Linked DNA regions of Oryzias latipes: region 1 is linked to region 2. A link is a contact called in public Hi-C data. All regions are on one chromosome and are shown on one strand. The core of a region is the stretch at or near the end of the contact, and the rest is flanking DNA. Distances in the headings are between cores, read along the strand shown. Region 1 holds the start of jarid2 (protein Jumonji). Region 2 overlaps jarid2 (protein Jumonji).

Region 1 (7,119 bases), core at 1,734-4,233, 91 kb after region 2:
CCCATTTTAAATCATTTTATGACTGATGAATTTTAATATCAGTTGTCAACAATGCGTGCTTGTTGGGTACAGGAGGTGGGGGTGAATGGGGGGCAACAACTCACACTTATGTTTCAGGGGGGAAATGGTTGAGCCAAGCATGTCTAATTGTCTTACGCTAATTAGGGGGCCGTAAAGGAGGGGGAGGGGGTCACTAAGGGTCATGTCTCAAAGCCTGGAGGGTTTACAAGAGGACCAGAACTTCTCTGGGTTGTTGTAAAAAATAAAAATAAAATACTTTCTTAAAGGCTTATTTTGGTCTGGACCAGACGTAATGGATCAGCCGCAACTGCTGAAAACACATGACAGATGTGACACATGCATATATATTCAGAACTGAAATGTGTTTCCTGTGCTTAAGCTGCACAATTAGCCAACTTTAAGTCTCAACACTAGGCAAATTAGGACTTGACGCCAAAAGCTATACGTTTATTCCTAAAAAAAAAAAACATGAAAGTCCATGGCTCCATTCTAAACCAGGACTTTTATTTGATTGAGTCACTATTTCCACAACATCCTGCTTTCTCGGCCCAGAGTTACTAGAAAACAGCCCGATTGGGTGAAAAAATGTGAGCAGGCGAGGCCTCTTGTTGCAACATCACTACATGAAACTGCATGGTCAGAAAAAGATCACAGCTGAGTCAGTGCTATGACTAAAAGAAATGACTGCTCTGCTACTTTCACTGGCATTTCAAAAATCCCAGATATGGACCGTTTCCCATCAATAAAAGCAGGTAAACTGGCACCAACATGTTAGAAGTAAAATCATCATCAGTGGAATGCAGATAAGGATGCATTTGCATGAGTCGTCCTTGCTGGTAATTGAGACAAAATATACAACCAAGCTTCCTATTAGGAACCAATAAAACTAAAATACTCTGAAAAAAAATCTTTTTTTTGCATCTATGGATAAGAATTCAATTCGTTTTGGGGGGTTTTATTCGTGGATTTTAAACGCCCACATGGGGAACTATTTTCTTTATGAGCCACTCCGCGTGTCGTTTTGTTGAGGTCACTGCGGGGGGGGGGGGGGGGGGGTCTTTGAGTTCTGCTGACTTAATGGGGCTTTTTAAACAATACATGTTGTCCGTTTGGGTCAGCAATCATTACATCAGAAGTGCAATAAACTTCTCGTGTAAAGTCACGGACTCTGATCCGAAATTTCAAAAAATATATAATAATATATACGTGTATGAGTCATGCGGTGGGCTCGGGTTAAAACTAGCCGAACTACTTTTGAACCCCCAAAAAGGAGCATGGAGCAGCCCTTCCCATCAAACTCAGCGATACTCGGACAAAAAAGAAAATGGTCGCTACATACATAAGCCTCTGCAATGCGACTGAACACAGACTCTTAAAAAAAAAGGAGGGGAGTGGGAGAAGACTGGGTCATTTAGGAGCACCGCGTTCAAACAGGCCGACCGAGCGGCGTTCCGTTCGGCAGGAATTCAGCCGTTGAGGTCGATACCTAAAAGGTTGGCAAGCTAGCCTTAGTGCTGAAAAAAATGGAGTTGCCCCCTCACCGAGCGGCACCTTCACAGAGGTCACAGCTAAAATACCGGCAGCCTGTCGCCCGTCACCTGGTCGAGAGGGTAATAGGCTAAAAACATATATAAACCCCAAAAAGAAAGTAACCTTCGTCGTGTAACGTGATAGAAATTGGGTGAGAATGCGGATTCGCGTAACCCCCCTTCCCTTCTGCGCTGCCTCACTCTTTATGGAGGAAATTAAAGAGCCGCCACAGCATGCAGTCAGTCCCCCCCACCACCACCACCAAAAAACGACACCTATTTCACCCTAAACGTGAATTATATACACATTTAGAGATACGACAACGCCTCTGATTTGGCCGACCTAGTCCTCCAGCAGCTCGGTTACAAGCCGAGATGAAACGCTCAGCATGGGACGAAATGGAAGCCGAGCTATGGCCGACAGGCTCGTCTGCGCTGCTTCGAGTAGCAAGAAGCGAGGGGGTCGAACAAAAGCCCAGTTTTCTGAGACCCTCCGTCTGACCACGGCTCTCCATCCACGACCCCCAAAACACGACCCAGGAGACGCGTTGCCTCCCGCTGTCGCGCGTGAAAAAACCGAGTCGAAACGAGCGAAAAGCAGCCCGTGTTCAGATAGCATAAAACATGGGGGGGTGGGGGGGTATCGAAGAATAAACACGAGCTGCACCTTTAAATTCACGGCCAGATCCGCGCTGACACGCCGACAAAAGCTCACATTTAATGGAAACAACCCCACAAAGCTGCCTGACGGTAACCTTCACAGCCCGCGATGAAAGTTTGTGCATTTTCATCGAGGCGAGCCGAGCGAACTTGAATACAGGAGCTGCATTTAGGAGGAAAAAAAGAGGGTTTACTTACATATTTCTTTTGAATGATATTCCTCTTAGGTCTTTCCTTGCTCATTATGCAATCCCACCCAAAAAAAATGTTTGGCTATAGAGAGAATGGCCACATGAATTTCTTCTTTCTTTTGACTCTCGCCTCTCCCGGAGCTCTCCGCCAAATGACGATTTAAATCCCCGGCTCGGTCGGAAAAGCTCGCTGGCCGTAGGCTGCAGGAATCCTCCGGCGGTGTTCTCTCCTCGGAGAAGTCGGAGCTAAATCCCCACGATTCAAGAGTCGACGACGGACAGAGACGGACTGGACCCAAACTTACTTGGGGGTAACATAGTCAAAACAAATGCACAACAATAACTTCCATTCGCCCGAACAGCTCGGCCACTCTGCGCACCCGCTCGTCTCGAAAACATGCAGATAGCCGAGGTTAGGTCAGCAAGTCACATCCTGCCCGGTATGACATCGTGAGAAAGCAATAAATAAAAAGAGAAAAATAAAAAAACAAAACGTTAGGAATCGCGGTGTTTCTGGCTGGAGCCCGCAACCATCGACAGAGCTCTCCAGCGGCACTGCTCTGCTGACTGAGAGCAGCTCCTTTCTTCCCCGGCCTCCGCCTCTCCGCCTATCACGGAGGCGCACGAGCGCGGAGCGGCAACTTCAAAGTCCCGGAGAGACAGCCCTCGCGAGCTGGCCGCTTGTTTCGTTCCCCCGTGGGGCGTTTGTTAAAAAATGGGATGGAAAAAGGAGAATCCATCTCTATATGTAGTCTATTTCGTGTTTTGGTTTGAAAAATGTACCACAGCAAGTAAGGGAATGTGGGTATTTCTGCATAAGGGTGTTTTGTCTACAGCAAGCATGTCCAAAGTCCGACCCATAGGCCAAGTGCGGCCACCGGCCCACAGGCTTCTGTCACAAAATCAATATTATGCAGCCCCCAGCAATTCTGAGAACTACTTCTGAATTGTGACTGGCTAGAGCCAATGGAAGCTTAAGGATACAAACAACCAGTAGCTACATGGGCGGCCATGGTGCAGTGGTAGGGTGGTCGACCTTGGATAGCAGGTTTGATTCCCACCCATGTGTCCCACAACTGCATGTTCCTTACAATTGGGTTATCGTTTAGAAGGGAGACAAAGAGGCTTTTCAACAGTGTAACATTTAATTCCAAGCATTGCTGGAAAACATAACCCACCAAACACAATTTCCGCCCATGTGTCGTAGTGTCCTTGGGCAAGACACCGAACCCTACCTTGCCTCTGGTGCAAGGTTGGAGCCTATGGAGTTCAGTGTGTGAATGGGTGAATGAGTTTGTGACTGGAAAGTGCTTTGGGCCATCGAGGAAGGTAGAAAAGTGCTATACAAGCTTACGTAAATTTACATGACTTTCAGAACCTTAAAGCTCCACTCGGATCATCTTTTGGTCTATTGCATGATCGCTGCCTGTGGACTTTTGTTATGGTAATGCCGTTTTTAGCACCAAAAAAAAATGGAGCTATGTCCGAATTCTTCAATACTCACTATATACTGTGTTCGAGATTTTGTAGTGCTGTCCGAATCTACAATTCCAAAACCAATTGCCCTACAAACTTCCCAGAAGTCTCTGCCAGTGTGGATTAATGCTCACTGGATTGCAAATATAGACCACAATGCATTGCGTTTGAACACTGGTTTTTCACAGATACTTCTAGGAAGTTTCTGGGCCACTCGATCTTGAATAGTGAAGGAATTCAGACACAAAATTGTAAGGAAGTTCCGAATTCACATTTTACTGAAAATGTCAAAACAGAAACTGGCAAACAAATGTAGCGGTGGAATGGTAACCCTATTCGCTGGATACTAACGGGTCAAATCAATTTCAATCCGTTTTTATTTTTAATCTCTGCAATATAAGAAGTAGAAAAACCTCTTGAGGTGGAATGCTAATGCATAAGTACCAGCAATTGTGTTTGGTGGGTTATGTTTTACAGCAATGCTTGGAATTAAATGTTAAACTGTTGAAAAGCCTCTTTGTCTCTCTTCTAAACGATAACCCAATTGTAAGGAACATGCAGTTGTGGGATTAGCAGCCAAGATAAGTACGTGCATGAACAGTTTGCCAAATTTCTCCTTTTAAATGTGCACCATTTAAACAGAAGTTTAAAAATGTTTTCTAAATGGTTCCCGAGAAGCACTATGAACAGAGAAATTATCTACAACACACATGTTCCTACTTTTTGTGGTTCATTATGTTAAAATTAGTGATTCAAACAATGTATTGCATTTTTTCTAAAAAGCCAATTAACATGCACAGTAAAGATCATTATCTAAATTCTCTAATTATCAGATTTAAGCAAATAAATAGCATGATTATGATTTAAACAGCATTATCTCATAACCGTTATCTGATCATGTCTGTGTTCTGATTTAGAAAAATCTGAAAAATACACCAAGGTTTCTTGTGAAGAATCAAATCTTCTCCTGAAGGTTAACATATCTGATGAATTCTGTTTTTTCACATCTGAAAATGTGGAGGGAAAGGTAAAAATAATGATAACAAATGTCAGTGACGCATTTACAGCCACTTTGCCTGCAGTTCTAGATAGCTGTTGTTGAAAGAGAGAAACAAACAGGAAAAATAAACTATTTAAATGGGCAATAAACAAAAGAAGTGCCCACATTTGCATGCAAAGGAATCCCCCCCCCCACACACACAGACACACTAACATTGTATTCAAACAATCTCAAACGGTATAGTTAATTTATTAATTACAGAAACTTCTCATCTTGAAAACTTTATTTCTCTATATGAATGACATTTAAAAAAATAATTCTTACATTTACCTAAAAGGGGCCTTTAATTTTTGCATCATTTAGGTTAGTCTGATTTCATATTTTGTATCCTTAGAAGAAAAAACAAATGACACAATCATTACAATAACTGTTTGGTGGCTTGTCTGCTTGGGAGCCTTTATGGGACCAAAAGGTATAGAAAAAAATTAAAAAAAAAGAGTTCTCTGACTTCTACAAGTGCTTTCACCTTTTTTATACATCTAACTTACAGATTCACAATGCACTGTACCTTCTTTATTCCCATTTATTCACATTCACACTGGCAAATTTGAGTCACACCAGGATTCCTTTCATTTCGAATAGTCTTCATTTTGCAACCGGAAAACCTTTGTCATAGTTAAAACAAATGAACCTGGGTCAGCTTGAACTCTCAACTCACGTGTTGATAAGATTTTTGTGCGTTAGAAGTAGCAAGCAACAAGAGATCTCATGTGGAAATTTGAAAAAGTGTAAATAATGAAAAACATTCAAACATATCTGGTAGGAACACATGGTGTAGGGGGGGGGAGTTTATTAATTCAAGATAGAGGGCTAGATAAGCTTTTTTTTTTCTTGGTTTTATTTTAAAATTAAAGATTTTTTCTGCAACCCATTGACCATTTTGTTATTTTGTTTGCTCAATGGAGCAGTTATTGTGAAAGTAAACTAAACCAACTGAAGGTGTAAGAATTATTAGCATTCTCCACCCATTTCAACAAAACTCTACCTATGAGACAATTGTAGTAAAAAAGCAGCATTATTTTCTTGGTTCTCCTTTGGTTTCTGATTTGTGTTATTCATACCACCACTGAACCGCACTAAGGTTCAGTAACAAGCTTGTGAGTTCTGCTTCTTCACTCTCTTGTCGTGGACTGTTTTTTCAGTTTCTCTCAACACCACGATTATATCGTTGACTATCTCTAGTTTACTTTCTTGCTTTGGTTTCTCAACAAATAATCCAGGACCAGAACGCTTAAGTGTACGAGACCTCTCTTCTTTGTTCCCCTCCAGAGTTTATGTTAGCAATCACCCTTGCAAAAATCAAACCGTGGTGCTCGTCGTATCTGCTTGTTTGAACGACACCTTTAATTTACGTAATGTGTCCTTGCAGCAGTCATAAGGTAAACCGATCACTTTGCATTTTATAACACACACCATTGTGATTTGCAGTGGTCCCTCGCTATGTCGTGGTTCTCCTTTCGCGGTCCTCCTGTTTTGCAGAGTTTTATCAGTGCAATTTTGGATGCTCTTTGAACTGTGTTCTGCATCCTGATTTGGCTGTAGACCTTGTCAAACCATCTCCTCTGTACCATGTCTCCTGTAAAGAATGCATTCAGTTTGATGCATTTACGTAAATCTTTGATTGCGATCAGATCTGTCTTTTCCTTCAATAATACCAGATTTATTTTTGTACAAAGATTTGAACCTTGAGAGTTTAAACAAGAGACAAAAGTTTAATAATGTGAATCTCTGTCTGAAAAAAAGTGTATAAAATGTGCAGTGAAGGATTTTACAGGCTTAAAATAACTATAACCCTTTCATGAATTTCACCTATTGGGGGTTATTTCTAGAACATAACTCTTGCAATGAATTAGATAATTGTGACAGATTAACTGTTTTGTAGACAAAGTCCTTTTTATTGGCATTAGGTGAAACATAGAAATTTGCTAAATCATCTTATTTAGCGGTAAACCTGCAACATCTGCTGCAATCAGACGTTGTTTTACTGACCGTCCAAACTATGAGGGAAATCAAAGTTAACTACCCATCCTGTTTAATCCTTTTACAGTGGAGTTTGGCGTTCTTTAGACCACTGTAACCCTTCAACTCTTTATGCAATTAAAGAAAATCTGCTGATTCTGTCATTAAATAGGTGCAAAGTCGAAATGAAAAGCTTCTGTTCTCTAAACCAGAAACATCTGAT
Region 2 (6,998 bases), core at 970-3,469:
GTTTCTGAGTCGTGTCCGTTAGAAACTGGAGTGGTGGGGTTTTGCTTGCTCGCCTTCTCTTCATGTACTTTCTTGCTGCTGCTGCGCGTCTCCAGAGGCGTGGACTGGAGCTTGGCCTTTTTAGGATCCGTCCCGCTCGGTTTGGCTTTCTGCTCAGCGGTTCCTGTAGCCACCGAGTTGAGCACCACCTCCAGACGCCTTTTGGAATTGCGCAGTCCCTCTCGACCTGGGCATTCACTCTGGCCTTGCTGGCAGTGTTTCTGCCTGACCTCCTTATTAGCCAGGGAGTTGTGCCGCTGCCCGTTCAGCCTGCCGTTGGGCCGGGCGTTGGCAGACGCGTTGTGCAGCCCATTGGACAGTAGCACCTGTTTGCGGGTTTTTGCATTGCTGTGATGGGCTGGTGCTGCTGCTTTTCCTGAGTTGGCCAGCCCGTTGCTGGCTGCTGGCTGGCTGTGCTGATTGTGATTGTTCGCTGAAGATGTTGCCGAGGCGGCGTTGTTATGTTTGTTGCTGCTGCTGAGTTTGGTTTTCTTGCCCAGTTCTTTCAGTTTGGCTTTGGTGTATGTGACGTGGCCCTTGGACACGGTGGCTGTGTACTTCTTCACAGTTTTGGACGGCAGTCGGATGTCGCGGCTCCTCTTGGAAACACCAGCAGCTTGTGCCGAGTTCGCTCGCATCAGCCCATTCACTTTCGAAACCTAAAATGTAAAGAAAGAAAACGATGAAAGTTTGATCAACTGAACAATTACATTACCAAAGTGGAAAAGAAATAACAGGAAGAACAGGAAAGTCCTAAACTCTCAGCTGCAGAGTGAAACATCTGGCAGCTCAGGTCAGAAACATTTGTAGAAACCAGAACTTTTTCAGTGCACAAAAGCAGCAGTTCCCAAACCCCAGGCGGCGGTCCATGAACAGTTGGTGCCAAGCCGCAAAAAAAAAAAAAAAAAAAAAAAACCCAACCTACAGTTTTCCCTGTTTTACTTATAACTGATTCTGAAGGAAGTTTTATTTTGAAAATCTTCTGGATTGTCCCCCACGTCAGACTCCTTCTTGACGCATGTCGAGCCTTTTGGTCACGTGTTGAAAATTCATCCACTACTTTCTTAAAGCGGCTGCGTCCACCGCTAAATTGAAGCCACAACGCCAGCAAAGTTAACGAAAACAAACAAATTTGGAAAGATTCTTTTTGCAGACAAGAACCAGCAAGGAAACAGAAGAAACCTCCAGTTCAAAATAAAAGAAAGCTGCATTTCACAAACAAAAATCAGGAGTCTTTACTCCAAAAGTGGATTTATTGCGAGAGTTGTTCCTACACATAATCATAATGGATAATATTCAACAACCGGCTGTCTAACGTTACCCGGACGCTGCTGATAAATTTGCTGAAATGGTAAGAAAATGTTCCTCCATTGCATCTTAAAGGCTGAAGTGGCCGTCGGATGTTTTAGCTTTAACGTTGACAGTTAAAGAAAAATCCAAAAATCCATCAAATTAGAATGGTTTCTACATCAAATCTAGTGTATAAACGAAGTTTAAACCAGATACAGGTTGAGGATGTAGATAAACTTTATTCTTAAAAGTAATAATAATAATAATAATTGGACGCCCACGTCAGCGTCGGTCTGTGAAAATATTGTCTGATGTTAAACCGATCCGTGGCCTGAAAAAGGTCGGTGACCAATGATATAAACATTTGGCAAGACTACAGTCTAGAAGGAGGCAGGAAAAAAAGCAGAAAAAGTGAAAAACTGTTGTTGGCAATCACTCCAAAAAAAGGAAAGACACAAACAGGAGAAACCGGAAGAGCTCAATGGTTTCCTGAAGGAGATGGCAGGACAGCATGGAACAGGATGTTTGTGTCAATGAAAAGAGAATATTTCAGTCAGGCTTTACATGTAGTTTGGTAACACTTTGGTGGAGAGAGATCTCGGAAAGGAAACAGTTATCCCGTCCGTGGAGACAACATTTAAAGCCAACTGTGACTGCATGTCTGTATCCGTTTCTGCTTTTATTTTGGTGCTCCAACCTCTTATTTAACTAATTTAACTGCTCTGTTTAGAGAGGCTCGAGTCACATGGACAGGGGGAGGGAAGGGAAAGATGGAATTATCAATCACAGCTGGGGCGCCACAGGAGGGAGCTGACAGCCGGCCCCATTGACAGGTTCGCCTTTTTAAGAGTTGCTGTGCGAGTGTTTGTGCGTGCGCATTGTGTTGGTTTCAGGTTGCAGGGGGATGGCACAAAGTCCGTGCCAATAGAAGACAAGGGAGGGCTTGAAACGTCACTCTCCCTCCGTCAATCACACGCAGAAAAAGCGCCCTCGCTGTGGAGGAGGGGGGAATGATGTGAATGAAAGAGGTGGAAGTTGCATGCAGCAGTGATGTGCGTAAATATAAATACAGCGCTTTTGAAAGGCTCATAATGCATTTCACACCCCATAAACATGCACGCACTCTTTCAAAAAGGAGGGAAATCTCATCAATCAGGGACAAGCTTTTCATCAAGCAGATTAATGTCTGCTTTTGCAGCTTGAATCCTTAAACAGACTCGGGTTGACAAATGTGGACAAACCCAGGTGTAATGACCACATCCTGCCACAGGAGGGCTCAGTGGGCTGCTTCTCACCAGGAGGGCTGGAAGGTTATTATTTGGTCTGGTGGAAAAAGGGGGGGGTTGGGTTGGCATGGAGGGTCAGAGACTGAAGGAAAGAAGAAAAGACAGGAAAGAAAGATGAAGAGTCTGGGATAATTAATTTAAAGGGAGAGAGAAAAACTAAAACACAGAAGTGGATTTGGGCATCACGTGAGTGGGGAAGGGAGATAGGACAAGTAGGTGGGTCTACATGACATCATCTGTTGCTATAGCCCAGCCGAGGCCTGGAAGGATTTTTTTTTCTCCTTCCAACACGCAACATTTGCCGGAGTCTGACTGAAAGGAAGGGAAGAGTGTGACTCCCCAGTCTAGGTGGATGTCAAAAGGGGGGGAGAGAAAGAAAAGTTGCTGCTTTAGTTATTGTTTCAGATCTGGATGTCTGTCTCTACCGTTTTTGACATAAAAGGGTTATTTTTTTTGGACCTAATTCATGCTCACAGATTGAAGCTCCAACATAAACAGAGTTTTGTAGCCGTTTTTGTAGCAATCCCGTTTCTGATCATGGAGGTCATAAATTAAGAAAATTAAGCCGACGTTGCCTTTCTGAAGAAATTGTAGAAACTACAATTGGCGGACCTAAGCTCCCTGCTACGCCCTATTCTGCAAACAAATGGATCTATGCATGTCTTTGCTGTCCTCATCCGCTTATGGATTAAAACTGCATGGCAGGGTAGGCCTGACATTACACACACACACACGGAGTCTATTGCAAGTGAACCGAGAGCCAAAAGTTGGTCCACAGCAGACAAAGCTGATCCAACCAGCAATTTGAAGAAGTCTAAAGAGATGCAGATAAACACGAACGAGCCCCTGTAACATGTTTCTGCTGCAAAACCTCGTTGGTCTCAGAGCTGTGTGTGAATACTTCACCTTTTCCACAGCTGAGTCCGTTTTTTCACGGCTGCTCAAGTGTGTAAACGTGCTTCTGTCGCTGCACACATTGACATTCTTAGCATGGAAGGACCGCAATTAGGAAAATAAAAGATTCAATCTGGATGGGAGCGGTCTGCCAACACGTGGTCTGTCCAAAAGAGGAAAATCCAATGAAGAAAACTCGAAAAACTTGAAGGAAAGCAGTTTGTGTTGGCATGGCAATGCCCTACTGTGGGGTAATCAATCGCAGCACCTTCTACAAACCTGAAGCCCCAGAGGCTGCAGACCATAACAACAGGAATAAGCATTAGAGGCTGACATGCTAACAGTCAAAGAAAAAGAGAACACTACTGCAAACAAAAGAAAGAGGATGACACACTATAAAGGCACAGGTAACCCCTATTCTTTTCATTCACTAATTCAAAAAAAAGCTGCTGGTTTCTCATTAAAGTCGTTTTTGTATTTGACTTGGTGGGGTTCCTTGAAACCTGCCGCTGTGAGGGAGGCAGGATCTCATAGCCCCTCGCCAGCACTACTAAATATAGCTGCAGTCGCGGCAGGCCAAAACATAATCATTACTCTCCCAGACACAATGGATGGAGAAGAGGAGGAGTGCAAGAGCAGAGAATGTGGAAGATTATAAAAAGATACGTGCTGGAAGAGGAAGACCACAGGAAAAAATGACATGAAACCGGCTATAAAAAACAAAGAAGAAGCTTCATTTGGAGAAATTGCAGAAGGGAAGTTAAAAAAGGGATGTAGCCAACGTGTGAATTAAAGAACTCCGGCTAAATTGGGGTTGTTCTACATTCCAGGGAACGTCACACTAGGGTTACCTGCTTCCGTAGCTCCTCAGCCGCCCTTCGTGGAGGAAGTCCGTTAGCCGAGCCGCGAGCGTTGGCCATGGCCTGTAGCTCCCTGGCGTGCTCCCGGGCCTCTGCCCGTTCACTGCGCTCCCTCAGTAGGGGATGAGGTGGGGGTGGAGGAGGTGGCAGCGGTGGAGCGGGTGCATCCCTGCTATGTGTCCCTGCCTTGGGCCTCGGGCTTTCCCTGGTCCCTGCTTTAGTGTGGCTGTGGAAAACTGGAAGGAAGAAGCAGGAGGAACACGTCAGATCAGGAATTATGCAAACGTGATCAGTGATCAATAGAGGACCCTAACATGTGTAGCAACATTCTTAAGGAGCTAATCTTTTAGTATTTATGTCTTAGGAGGAAGCGTGGAACAATTACAGTATTTCCTCAAATATTAGCATCTGATTGAAGGGCCTGTTGGATTAAGAAGCATTAACATGAAAAGTGAAAGCCAGTCTCCATTTAAGACCACACAGGAAGTCGGTGGAAGGGGAAGAAAAAAAACATACTTTTCATTGTTATGTGCATGCTGAACATCAAAACATTGCATTTGTAATGCTTCATTTTACTGATATAACATTCAGTTCATTCATTCATTCTGGAAGATTTTTTCATTTGTTTCCGTCATGTTTGCTGAAATATACAGTGTAGAATGCATGCACATCTTTCACAATAAAAGCCTCAATTAAACAGCAAGGGTTCTCCAGTTTGACACGCTTCAAGTTTGGTAACAGCTCGTCAAACTGATGTTTTGCTTTGAATCAATTTAAACATTTTGGAAAAACATATTGGGAGGAAAATCAAGAGATTAACACACAGGATTTGCAACTGGCTTCCATATCAACATACAGGTAAGCTGTACAGGTAAGAAACAAGGCCCAAGATTTTGTTGTTTTGAGGCAACAAAACATCTCTTTGGAAACATAGGTCACATAATATTTATGACAACAAGAAAACACAGTCTTGCCTATTACGAAGGCCTGCTTTGAGAAAAGGCCAGGCACCTTTATGTCTTTGAGGAAAAACAGCAATGTTCTAGTTCCACGTAGATAAATAGATGATATAGAAGTGGCAAAATGTTCAAATAAACTTTAAGTAGATTTAATGTTGGGTCTACATTCTCAAATGGGTTAAAGGAAGGTAGAGAGGCAGACAGTAAACATCTCTTTATGGGGAACAATTTGACACATTTTTGTAGATTTGCAGTAGATGAAGAGTCCATCTGTTTGTGATTTACGGTTTCAAAGTGGTAGTAAATTAGTCCGTTTTTGTTAAGGGGCTCACAAGGCACTTCCAATCCAATAATCTGTAGGGATCTTGTCCATTCACATATAAGCCAATCAGTACAGACCAATACCAATACGTGTCAGTCCAATCCAAATCCAAAAAATTGGTTTATGTGCAAATTCACAACAAAGTTCAGACAAATCCAATTCAATCCAATTATAATCGAGTTTCATTTAATAATAGACAAAAACATTCCAGTTTGCTTTTATCAAACTCAATACAAGCCAATTTAAAAGGCTCTACTTCAGGATCTATATATTCTATAAAGGCAGTTTGTAAAAGAGCAAACTAAACCAACAAATTAGAAATCTGCCTCAACTGCCCTTCAACTGTGTTTAATGTAGATTATTTTAATTAGTCTTCTCTAACTGAAAACATGCAATTCTAATTTATAAAAGGCATAAAGATAAATATATACCGTATTTTCCGGACTATAAGTCGCCCTTCTTTTCATAGTTTGGCAAGGGGTGGGACTTATACTCCGCAGGGACTTATATTAGAACTAAATTGAAATAAATACATTGTTAACCCTCCTGTTATGTTCATTTGTGAGGAACAGAGATGATGTTCCTGGGTCAATTTGATGTATGAGGTATGTTAAGTGTTAAGAGGATGTTAGGTGACTCAGAGAATCAGCAAACCTTTTTTACAGTAAGATCTTGAAGGCTAAAAACATAATATTCTATTTTCCAATGATTTCATAGATTCAGAAATGCAATAAAAATGACAACTGTTTCTACAAATACAGGATGAAAACAGAGTATTAGTTGGCCAATGATGCTTCATGAAAGGAATAAATAAATAAGTTTGAGAAAGAATTACTGTGAAATTATGAGATAAACAGTCTGCTATGATTGTGTCATATGAGGTTGTGGAACTTATTAGTTCTTGGTCTCAGATTTTGTCAAATAAATGTCCCGTCAAAATGCGACTTATAGTCCAGTGCGACTTATCTGTGTTTTTTTCTACTTTATAATGCATTTTTGGGCTGGTGCGACTTATAGTCCGGAGCGACATATAGTCCGGAAAATACGGTAGTTCAATTTCAAACCCCCTGTTGTGGGTTGAACAACCAAAAGAAAAAACTCCCTTTTAACAGGAAGACATCTCCAGCAGAAGCAGACTGAGTGAGACCAGCCAGCTGCCTCAACCCGATGAGCGGTGAGAGGACAGGACAGACACCTACACAAATAAAAGCATGGCCTAGGCATAGGACCTGCTATGGGGAAGAAAACAGAGACACAAAGTCAGTCACAGGGATATTAGCATATCAACAGAACCAATGTCAACTGTGTAAACCTTGGAGCATTATGGGCGGTCCCCCAAGTTACCCAC

Evidence for each region. Hi-C and Micro-C count contacts between places; a contact is called where the count stands out from the background.
Region 1: a Hi-C map of embryo shows a contact between it and region 2, with 2.7 times the contacts expected there. The contact joins the promoter of jarid2 here to the enhancer-like site in region 2. A contact is called at or near these places in 2 of 5 Hi-C or Micro-C datasets (embryo and fibroblasts).

Annotation. Positions count from the first base shown.
Region 1 is chr11:23,831,727-23,838,845 of ASM223467v1, forward strand. It overlaps jarid2 (protein Jumonji), which reads right to left and starts at 2,984. Exons shown (of 18, transcript XM_023960183.1): 1 at 2,409-2,984. The coding sequence starts at 2,453.
Region 2 is chr11:23,741,987-23,748,984 of ASM223467v1, forward strand. It overlaps jarid2 (protein Jumonji), which reads right to left. Exons shown (of 18, transcript XM_023960183.1): 6 at 4,361-4,605; 7 at 1-698. Among protein-coding and RNA genes, the nearest start is that of dtnbp1, 46 kb to the left of the region's middle. Within about 2 kb of position 2,220, at least 5 of the 8 cell types and tissues checked have an H3K27ac peak or open chromatin away from gene starts, as enhancers often do. A contact at or near this core is called in embryo, where this site is marked.